2 separate regions of the Mus musculus genome follow, and region 2 is linked to region 1. Evidence: chromatin contacts called from public HiChIP or PLAC-seq data. All regions are on one chromosome and are shown on one strand. Each heading gives the region's core, a stretch centred on a gene start, on an enhancer-like site or on the middle of the called end of the contact. The rest is flanking DNA. Distances are from core to core; before and after follow the strand shown. Region 1 overlaps Rph3al (rabphilin 3A-like (without C2 domains)). Region 2 has its middle 37 kb from the start of 1700016K19Rik.

Region 1 (4,805 bases), core at 519-3,018:
GTTTGCACATGCACCGTGGCCTCCAAACAGAAGTACTAACTGGAGGGAGGGAGGGAGATCACAAGGCATATATGTGTGAGGGTGGCACCATCAAACCTACACCTTATTCAAGATGATCCTACGCAGCTGAGAGTTGATATGGTGGGAGGGGACTGAAGCCATCATGGAGGAGGCAGCGGAAGCACCTTGTCCTGAAACCAAGATTGGTAGGCAATTTGTACATTTTCCTAAGGGAGCCTCTTGGGGATGCCGATGCCAAGTCTAGGAGTAGTTTTCAGCACTTGGGAAACTATGAAGGAGGATTCTGAAGGTGCATCAGGGCTCTGTAGGAAAGAGCACCACAATCAACTAGTAATGTCTGCCATGGCACAGGATGGAGAGATGGTACAGTGTGCATGCCAGGCATGTGGCATTTCTGCCAGATACTGTAGGGCTCTCTCTTTACACAGTAAAATCAGCCTCCCTGGATCTTCCTTCGAAGGTCCTAGTTCTGACCCAGGAGGACATAAAGGAAGCAGGTGCTTTTCTCAGAAGACCATTCTTGTGCTTAGAGAGAGGAAAAGCCTTCCATTTCCCCTCTCTCAGCTTCTACCTCACTGCCCAGGTTAACCTGCTGGCCCTGTCTTATCCCTCGCATACAGAGGGGCCTGGCCTCTCTGGTTCTGCTGAGCCACCGGACTCACTCCTTTCTAGGGACACTTTACAGATATCAGTGGAGAAGCTGCCACCAAAGAAACCAAACCGCCACTCAGCACCTCAGGCTCTGGAAACAAACAGCCGCTTACCTGAGTCCCCTCTAGGCTTGTCACCTTTTGTGCCCTTGACCCCAGAGGGCAAGGGTCTGTCCTCCAGGCTGGAGGAGCTGAGATCTGAGTCACTGTCACTGTCACTGGAAACCACTGGAACAGACAGACAGCAGAGGAAGTCATGATTATTTTTCCTGCTTAGACAGTGGGGCAGGGCAGGGCAGGCCTCCCTCCTGCCACCACCAAGTGGCCAAGAATTTCAGTTAGCCCTTTTGTCTGGGGCATGAGAAACAATGGAAGGGCCAGAGGCTCCTTCCCACCAGCTAAGGAGGATGGACCCCACACATGGCCAGCACCATTAGTGAAGGCTCACTCCTTAGCCAGCCATCTTCACGCATCGTGGCCTCCTTGTAGACTGGATCCCTTTTCCTTGGTTGGAATGGATGACCACCTTTGGTGTAGGCACAGGGACTCTGAGGTCTCTGCCTGGCCGCACTGAACACACAGGCCATGGCTTCATGGAGAAGAAACTGAACTCACAAAAGCTTCAGATCGGTAGGAAATAGTCCTCCTCTGTCTCACAGGCAGGAGAGCGGGGCATGTACCCATGGCAGTCAGTGATTGTGGACTCCTTTTTTTTTTTTTTTTTTTTTTTTTTTTTTAAAGATTTTAGGACCTCTGCTCGCTCTGGTCAACTCCACTTGCACAGCACACTGTATCTGTCTTCAGACGCACCAGAAGAGGGCGTCAGATCTCATTACGGGTGGTTGTGAACCACCATGTGGTTGCTGGAATTTGAACTCAGGACCTTCGAAAGAGCAGTCAGTGCTCTTACCCTCTGAGCCATCTCGCCAGCCCGATGATGGACTCCTAACACTGGAAGACTAGCTGAGGTTCCTAACCACTTAACTCTCCTTCATCAGGAGCCCTGGGAGGGAGCCAACCTGCATCCTCTTCAGCCATGCACAGTGGGGTGTCATGAACCGCAAGGAGTGAGGGCTCGGAGGGAGCTCTCAGTGAACACACTCATTTCTGCACTCAACACCATATTTGGCTGGTTCATCGACCGTGGGCGTCATAATACAGGATATATTCATCCTTCAAACGTTCTATTTTAATTTTAAGCAGGGACGTACATCCGTGTGCCAACCTTCTGAGGCAGCCCCGGGTGCTTCTCTGAAAAGGGTCCATTTGGCCCAACCTGTATCATGGCCTGTGATCCTGGCTCACGTTCTCATCAGTGGAGACTAAAGTCCCTGGGAAATAGAACAGAGAGCAGAATCTTACTAGGTTTTTGGTTTTTGGTTTGTTTTTTTTTCATATCTTCCTTCTGCTTTTTGCAGTTGGCCTGCCCACGCCTAATTCAATAGATTAAAAAAAAAAAAAAAAGGCAAGTTGCTCCTTCAAGACTTTTATGAAATCTTGGTTTTAATGAAACAGCTCTGGCCTCTTTTTTAACTCTCTTGATTAATTTACATAGCATGTAACTAAGTTATAATAAAGATAATAAGTAGATGTGGGGTCAAAGGTAACCTCTGAGAGGTGACTGACTCCAATCACAGAGCAGTAGGTTCAGAGGCGGCTCTCCTTTCAAATGCAAAGTGTGGTTTTGAGGGAGGTGGTGGGTGAGGTCTTCACAGAGTGCTTTACCAGGATCTCAGCAAGAGCATTTTTCTCCTCTAACTCAGGAGCCAGAGGTCCCATCTTGGGGAAGGTGAGAACAGAAAACACACACACACACACACACACACACACACACACACACACACACACACACACACGCGCGCGCGCGCGCGCGCGCACTTTCTGCAGCAGTGTTCTGTCAGCTGAGATTGAATTGAAGCAGCAGCAGCAGAGGAAGTGCTGATCACTCAGGAAAACTGACTGTAGGTAAAGGTAGGAGAAATGGGGTTTCCACCTGGTACCCTCGATCCAGAACCTTCTAGAGAGTCTTTGTGTCTTAGCTTATGCCACCTTTTGGCTGAGGGACTCAGGTCACTCCACTGTTCTTGGAGTCAAAGTTGGAGCTGGCGAAACACCTCAACCTTAAGAGTTTTAGCTCTGGGCTCTTCAAAGCCAAGTAGCCCGCACATAGTAAGTGCTTAATGAAGGTCTGATAATGACATAGTGTTAGCCTTGATTTGGTCTTCATGCCCTGTTACTTTTACTATCCAAGTGGATTTTTTTCTTTTTTCTTTTTTCTTTGAGACAGGAGGGCCTTGAATTGCCAAGGATGGTTGAATTTTTAATCCACCTGCCTCTACCACTTGCATGCTGGGAATTTGAGTATGTCTAAATTTCTGTTTGAAGATTTATTATTTGTGTGTGTGTGTGTGTATGCACATGAATGTGGGTGCCCATGAAGGTCAGAGGCATTAGACACCCCCCCCCCCCCCGGAGCTGGAGTTATGGGATGTCGTGAGCCACCCGAGGTGGTCTTGGGTCCTCTACCAGAGCTCTATGCAGGCTTAACACAGAGCTGTCTCTCCAGCCCACACCACGCCGAGTTTCATGATGCTGGGGCTCATATCCAGGTCTCTGTGCATGCCGGGCAAGCACCCACCAGATGGGTGACCTCACTAGCCTCCTTCAATAGAAGCTGAACCTGTTGCCTCCTCACTTTGAGTACTAGATGCCCCTCCTCTCTCCAAGACCGTCCCTTATCCCACCAGGATGACAGTGGCAGTCTCCTCCTGTGGGTGCTTCTGTCAGCTTTCCCCATGAACCATCAGGGTGCTCCAGCTGACATAGAATGGCTCCCATCAGCTAGAGGGCTACACCCACACCCCTGTCCACCAAGAGAAGGCTTGTGTGGACTTCCTGTTTCTGAGTGATGAATGTGTCTGTCCCTGGCTTGTCCTCCTCTGCTTCAGCCTCTTACCCTTTTCTGTTCTTGGTCCTCCTCTCATATGCCACTGGCAAGACTCCCGATTTGGCCGTTGATGACACAGAACCAAGAAGAAGAGGGATGGGGCTGGGTTCCTGTGCCCTTCCCAGTTCATGAGAATTATAGGAAAGAACCTGACTTGCTTTTTTGTAGTTCCTTTTCCAGATCTAGACTGAACGTGAATCCTCAGAGATCAGACCCTATGGGCTACAAACACTGCTACAAACACTTACGTCGTGCTTTTTTTGACTCATTGCTGGGCTGACTAAACACTAACCCCATGGGTCCTCAGACACAGGAGGTGGGGGTGGGTGGGCAGGAAGTGGGGCTGCTTGTTAAGACACCTGGAGCAAGTAGCTTTCCATGCCCGCCCCCTCACTGGGGCAATACAGGAATACAGGATGGCAGCTAGCTAATGCTAATAGGGGTAGGACAGTCCCTGTGAGGAGTTGGTGACTAACCTCCACCTTGGTCTCTCCATCTCTTGGGCAGAGGCGTTCACGATGATCTATCATTGCTTCCTGACCTGGAATATTCCATCTTCCTTGTGGCTGATCTGGGGACTTAGGCAATTAGGAACTAGACTTGGCACAGGGCTCTAAGATGCTCAGTGACACCTGCATCCGTTAGAGCCAGTGAACAAATGCCCAGGGGCAGGGACAGTGGGGTCCGATGTCCCAGGAGTTGGTTACAGTGTAACCCCTTGCATTCTGTCATCTATTGTACATGTTCTAAGAGGGGGCCTAGGAGCAGGCTTAAATTGCTAGGCAGGGTCTACAGAGACGGCACAGCCGTGAGGGTCGGGTGCCATATCACCTGGATGTCAAGGATGGCTGTGCTGTACAAGGGTTAAAAGAAGTCACAGAAATTCTGGAAAGCTTCCTCCAGCTACTGTCATTTGACTTGTCCCCTGTGACAGAGCCCAAAGGTTCAGCCATGGAAAAGGGGGAACAGCCTCTGGTGACAATCTCACAATGGGATCACAAAGCAGGGACCAGCTGAGAAGTACTCATTTCTTTCAGACACACTGTCCCTTGCCTGGCCTTTTTGTACCCAGAGTTTTAAGCTGGGCCAGGCTTGGGTATTGTGCGTATATATGTGTGAGTGTGCATGTGCGTGTGTGTGTGTGTGTGTGTGTGTGTGTTTACATATGTGATGTGCATACATAGAAG
Region 2 (4,535 bases), core at 202-2,701, 130 kb after region 1:
TAGAAAACCAGTACTAAAAACTAGGCCACTAATAAACTCAAGCATCTTACCTCCCATCCTAAACCAAAATAAAATCAGATAAGACTGGAGAGGAACTCAAAAAAGAATTGGAAAAGTTGAATTCCAGAAAAGATCCTGAACCCATGAGATCTTTCTGTGTGGGACAGGCCAGACTTATGATAGGGTCTACACAGTGAGTTCTGGGCCATCCAAGGATATACAGTAAGACCCTGCCTCAAAAACAAAAACAACAAACAAAATACAGGGCTGGATTACAGCTCTATGGTGCAGCGCTTGCCTAGCCTGGGAAGCCTATAGGTAATCCCTAGCACTACAAAAAGAGAAAAAAATTAAAATAGATTATGCTCTGCTGTGGTTTGAATGAAAACAGCCCCTATGGGGTCATAGGGAGTAGCACTATTGGGAAACTGGCCTTGTTGGAATAGGTGTGGCTTTGTTGGAGGAGGTGTGTCACTAGGGGTGGGGCTTTGAGGTTTCAGAAGCTCAAGCCAGGCTTATTGGCTTACTCTTCCTGCTGCCTGTAGAACTCAGCTACCTCTCCAACACCACATCTGCTTACAAGCTGCCAAGATCCCCACCATGACAATAATGGACTAAACCTCTGAACGGTCAACCTCTGAAAGGTAAGCCAGCCCCAGTTAAATGTTTTTCTTCATAAGAGTTGCCATGGTCATGGTGTCTCTTCACAACAATAGAAACTCTAACTAAGACATGCTCTTAAAATGGATAAACTTAAAAAAAAAAAAGGATGAACTTTGTAATACATTTATCTCAGAGACTGACAATTATAGAGTACTTACCTGGCATGCCCAAGGTGCTGGGTTTGATTTATAACCACACACACACACACACACACACACACACACACAGAGAGAGAGAGAGAGAGAGAGAGAGACAGAGACAGAGACAAGGAGACAGAGAGAGACAGACAGAGAGAAAGAAAGACACACACACACACAGAGACAGAGAGACAAACAGAGAGAGAGACAGAGAGAGAGACAGACAGACAGACAGAGACAGACAGAGAGAAAGAGAGAAAGGCACACACACACACACACACACACACACACACACTGCATCCACAGTGATCATCCTTTCTAAGCCTCAGAACCCATGGATGTACAGCCCAGGTCCCTGTGAAATTTCTCCTTGGTTTCAGCCTGTACTGTACACCTTCATTTTCATTGTTTATCTTTCCCATTAAATCGTAGCCCACAAATGAGATGGGCTGTCCCATCACTGTGAACACTCAAGCCAAATCGAATGGTCATCTTGTCAAGAAGGAGGGGACTCCTGAAGGATGCAGGAGGCTCTTTAACTCTGAGATGCTGCATCTTGGTGAAGCAGAGAATCCATCGTCAGTGACTTGGGACCAGCAGAAGAGCAAGTCTCACAAAGCCTAGCATCAACTCAACTGCTCAGATGGGCCACGCCCAAAGACAAAACCACACCAACAGGTGAAGGAGGCAAAACCACTATTGACAAGACGGGGCACCAACTACAGCTTTCTTCCTTGACAGGCAAACACCAACAGCTTCATAACTGTGCCACAACGGTCATGGGGACATGCGACTGACTGTCCAGGGTCTAGGGAGTACTTTTACGTAAGGTGTCCACATGGTACCTGCAGTCTTACATAAGACACTCAGGTATTTTTAGCAGCGTGGAAATGCAGTGTGAACAGAGGGGCGCTCTTGAAGCACAGCTGGGCTCTGCAGCCTGCCACAGGCCTTGCAATGCTCTTTTGCTGACAGCTCACTCTGAGGACTGAGGTCTGGGCGGGCTCCTAGCAACCCCTAGCAACCAGCCAGTGTGGATATATGTACCCTCACCCGTTTGCCCCTGGCCCATCATGGGAGGAGGATGGGGGTAGTGTCCATGCCAAGTAGCCACCTGCTAGTTAAGTGATCTCCCCTATTGACAGAGCCAGTGCTGTGCAAAGGGTACAAGCAGAGCTAAGGCTCTCCCTGCACCCCATCCCCAAGCCAACTCCTTCTAGAACATGGAAGTCCACTCTCATATCACCTCCCACGTATCACCAAAAGCCAAGGTTGAAGGTGAAGTCAGTGAGGTGAAAGGCTTGGCTCTTCTGTATGAGTTGTGCTTCACACCCTAGGGTTACACTCACTGTGGCCCCTTTTCTGCTTTATTTTATTGAAGTATACTATAGACACGAAAGGACATACAAGTGAATCCTGGGTTTAGGGCATAGCTCGGTTGTTGACTCTTTGTTTCCATGCATAAGACCCTGAGTTCTGTCCTCAGTAAGGGGGTGGGGAATTAATAAATTCTAACGGTATAAACACAATGCTTGACCAATCAAAAAAAAAAGTCTGATGAGGCCATGGCAGGGGGATCGCTTGAACACAAATTCAGGGTCAGCCTGGACTACATAGCAGGCCCTGCAGCTATCCTCCTGCCTCTGGGGTAGCACTATGCTAGCTTGTAGCTCACTCTGATTTCTGCTTGTGTGACTCCTGCAGCCGTTGACTGCTCATTCTCACCTGCAATGGTGTTCTAGTGTCTGCAGTTGTCCTGGTTTCTAAGGACTCTGAGTCCTTTCTGGTTTAATTGGTTATTTAGCAATGTCAGTCTGAACCCTCTCAGAACATGCCTTTCCACTGTGAGGCATTGATACAGTGTTGAAAATGACTGCTCTACACCTTGGATCTTAGAGCAGCCGGCCTGTTCAGCCTCCCCGTTCACCATTTCAGTCTTAAACCACAGCCCTTCCATTGACCATACAGCAGCACATAGAGTCTTAGCCACAAGGACAGTCATTCCAGGTACTTGCTGTGTGTTATCTGGCAAATGCTTAACTTCTCTGGGGCATCAGTTTCTTACCTGCAAAGTGGGGATAACGCTAATAGTTCTAACTTCCCTTGGCAGAGAATTAAATAAAAGGAAACTGCATCTGGGAGCACTTGGTCCATATTTCTTTCTTTTCCTTCTTTTTCTTTTCTTTTGTTTAAGTTTTTTATGACTTATTTATTTTTATATGCATTGATGTTTTGCCTGTGTGTGTGTGTGTGTGTGTGTGTGTGTGTATGCCACATCCTGGAACTGGATTTACAGACAGCTGTGAGCTCCCATATGGGTGCTGGAAATTGAACCAGGGACCTCTGGAAGAGCATCCAGTGCTTTTAACCGCTGAGCCGTCTCTCCACCCCCACCCACCTCTGGTCCATATTAATAGCTTGTGATCACTGCCCATGGCATCCTTGTCTTCCTCACACGTCTGCTGTGCCCTGTTCTGGGTGGTGTCCATGGACAAGGTCTATTGACAGCAGCTGAAGGAAACTGGCTTGCCCACCCCCAGAGTGCTTGCTGCACCTCTTTCCTGACAAGCATTCAAGACAGCATAGCTTTTACCCATGGAGCACTGGGTGTCACTCATAAATGTGACCTAAACCAGGGTCATCACCCTGGGGTCATGACTAATGGTGCGCCAACTGCCTGGCAACAACCTGCTGGGACACAAACAGTACCCAGAAGTCACTGGTTTGAAGAAACAAAAGAATTTAATATCTACACAAAAGGAAAGCGAAGCGGAATATTTCATTTCTTCAGGCAGCAAACACAGAAAAAGCCCCTCCGAGCACATAGTGCAGAGAGACCTAGGAGCAGGAGACTTGGGCCTCGCACTATCGGTTGCTATGGTAACAGGATTTCACAGCAGGAGCTCATTTTCCTCTGACAGTGGCCTGCAAAAGAAGGGAAGGAGGCCTCCTAAAGAAACTTATTTGAAGGCTCAAAAGGGGGACTGAAAGTGTCCCTCAGGGATGGGCACTTAGGGAACGCTGGAAGGGCAGACCGGAGGACCTCCACCCCCTCACCCCCACCCCGCAGAGCTCTTTACTCCACAGTTCTAAAGCCAGATCAGAAACAGCTTGTTTCCAGGGCCTCCCTGACTGATGTCACAACCTCTCGAGTCAAGCAAGGATCCTATTCCCCATCTGTCTGATCAAGTCCTTTCCCTAGAGTCCAGAAGAGTCCCACACCACCAGCATGCCCTGCACACCAGGGCCAAATACTGAGGGGACGCTGGAGATGTGGGACACATACACCTTCAGGGCAAACAACACATCTTTGTATGTAATGACAGCTTGCAGCCCGCAGGACTGAATTCCACCTCTGGTCTGCCCACCCGCACGCAGCTGTGTGAGTCAGACAGGTCCCTGGCCCTCTCTGAGCTTGCTTCCCAATGGGCAGAGTGGAGACAATAATCTTGATGTTTGCCTCTCTGAGTGCTTCAAGAACCTAAAAGCCAGTGAAGGCCTGAGCCCCTTGGAACTGCCCAACTCAGGACACGGAACGCCCACTCTTGGTTAAGAAGGCAACAGCAGAGAATGTTCAGCTTGGCATAGAACACGATGTAACCAAGCCATTCAGAGATCTAGTTTGAGCAGGGCTCCAGGCATGGGATGGGAAGTTCTCAGAAACTTGAGGGCAGTTCACTGAACACCTCCAGGATGTGCAGTATGGGGGGGGGGTACTGAGAGGCTGCCATCAGG

The links. HiChIP or PLAC-seq counts read pairs in DNA pulled down with a chosen protein or histone mark.
Region 2: a contact with region 1 is called in an H3K4me3 HiChIP or PLAC-seq map of forebrain, with 3 times the contacts expected there. The contact joins two enhancer-like sites. A contact is called at or near these places in 6 of 484 Hi-C or Micro-C datasets (CD4 T cells, the N1E-115 cell line, bone marrow-derived macrophages and 2 more), 12 of 115 datasets of contacts at active chromatin or transcription factors (SST interneurons, differentiating embryonic stem cells, embryonic basal ganglia and 8 more) and 1 of 9 other capture datasets (embryonic stem cells).

Annotation. Positions count from the first base shown.
Region 1 is chr11:75,833,978-75,838,782 of GRCm38.p6, forward strand. Rph3al (rabphilin 3A-like (without C2 domains)) reads right to left here. Exons shown (of 8, transcript NM_029548.4): 6 at 786-899. The region is part of intron 2 of Gm12339 (predicted gene 12339); the gene reads left to right. Among named protein-coding and RNA genes, the nearest start is that of Doc2b, 40 kb to the left of the region's middle. Within about 2 kb of position 1,769, at least 21 of the 459 cell types and tissues checked have an H3K27ac peak or open chromatin away from gene starts, as enhancers often do.
Region 2 is chr11:75,960,475-75,965,009 of GRCm38.p6, forward strand. It overlaps a transcript of Rph3al not described here. Among named protein-coding and RNA genes, the nearest start is that of 1700016K19Rik, 37 kb to the right of the region's middle. Within about 2 kb of position 1,452, at least 13 of the 459 cell types and tissues checked have an H3K27ac peak or open chromatin away from gene starts, as enhancers often do.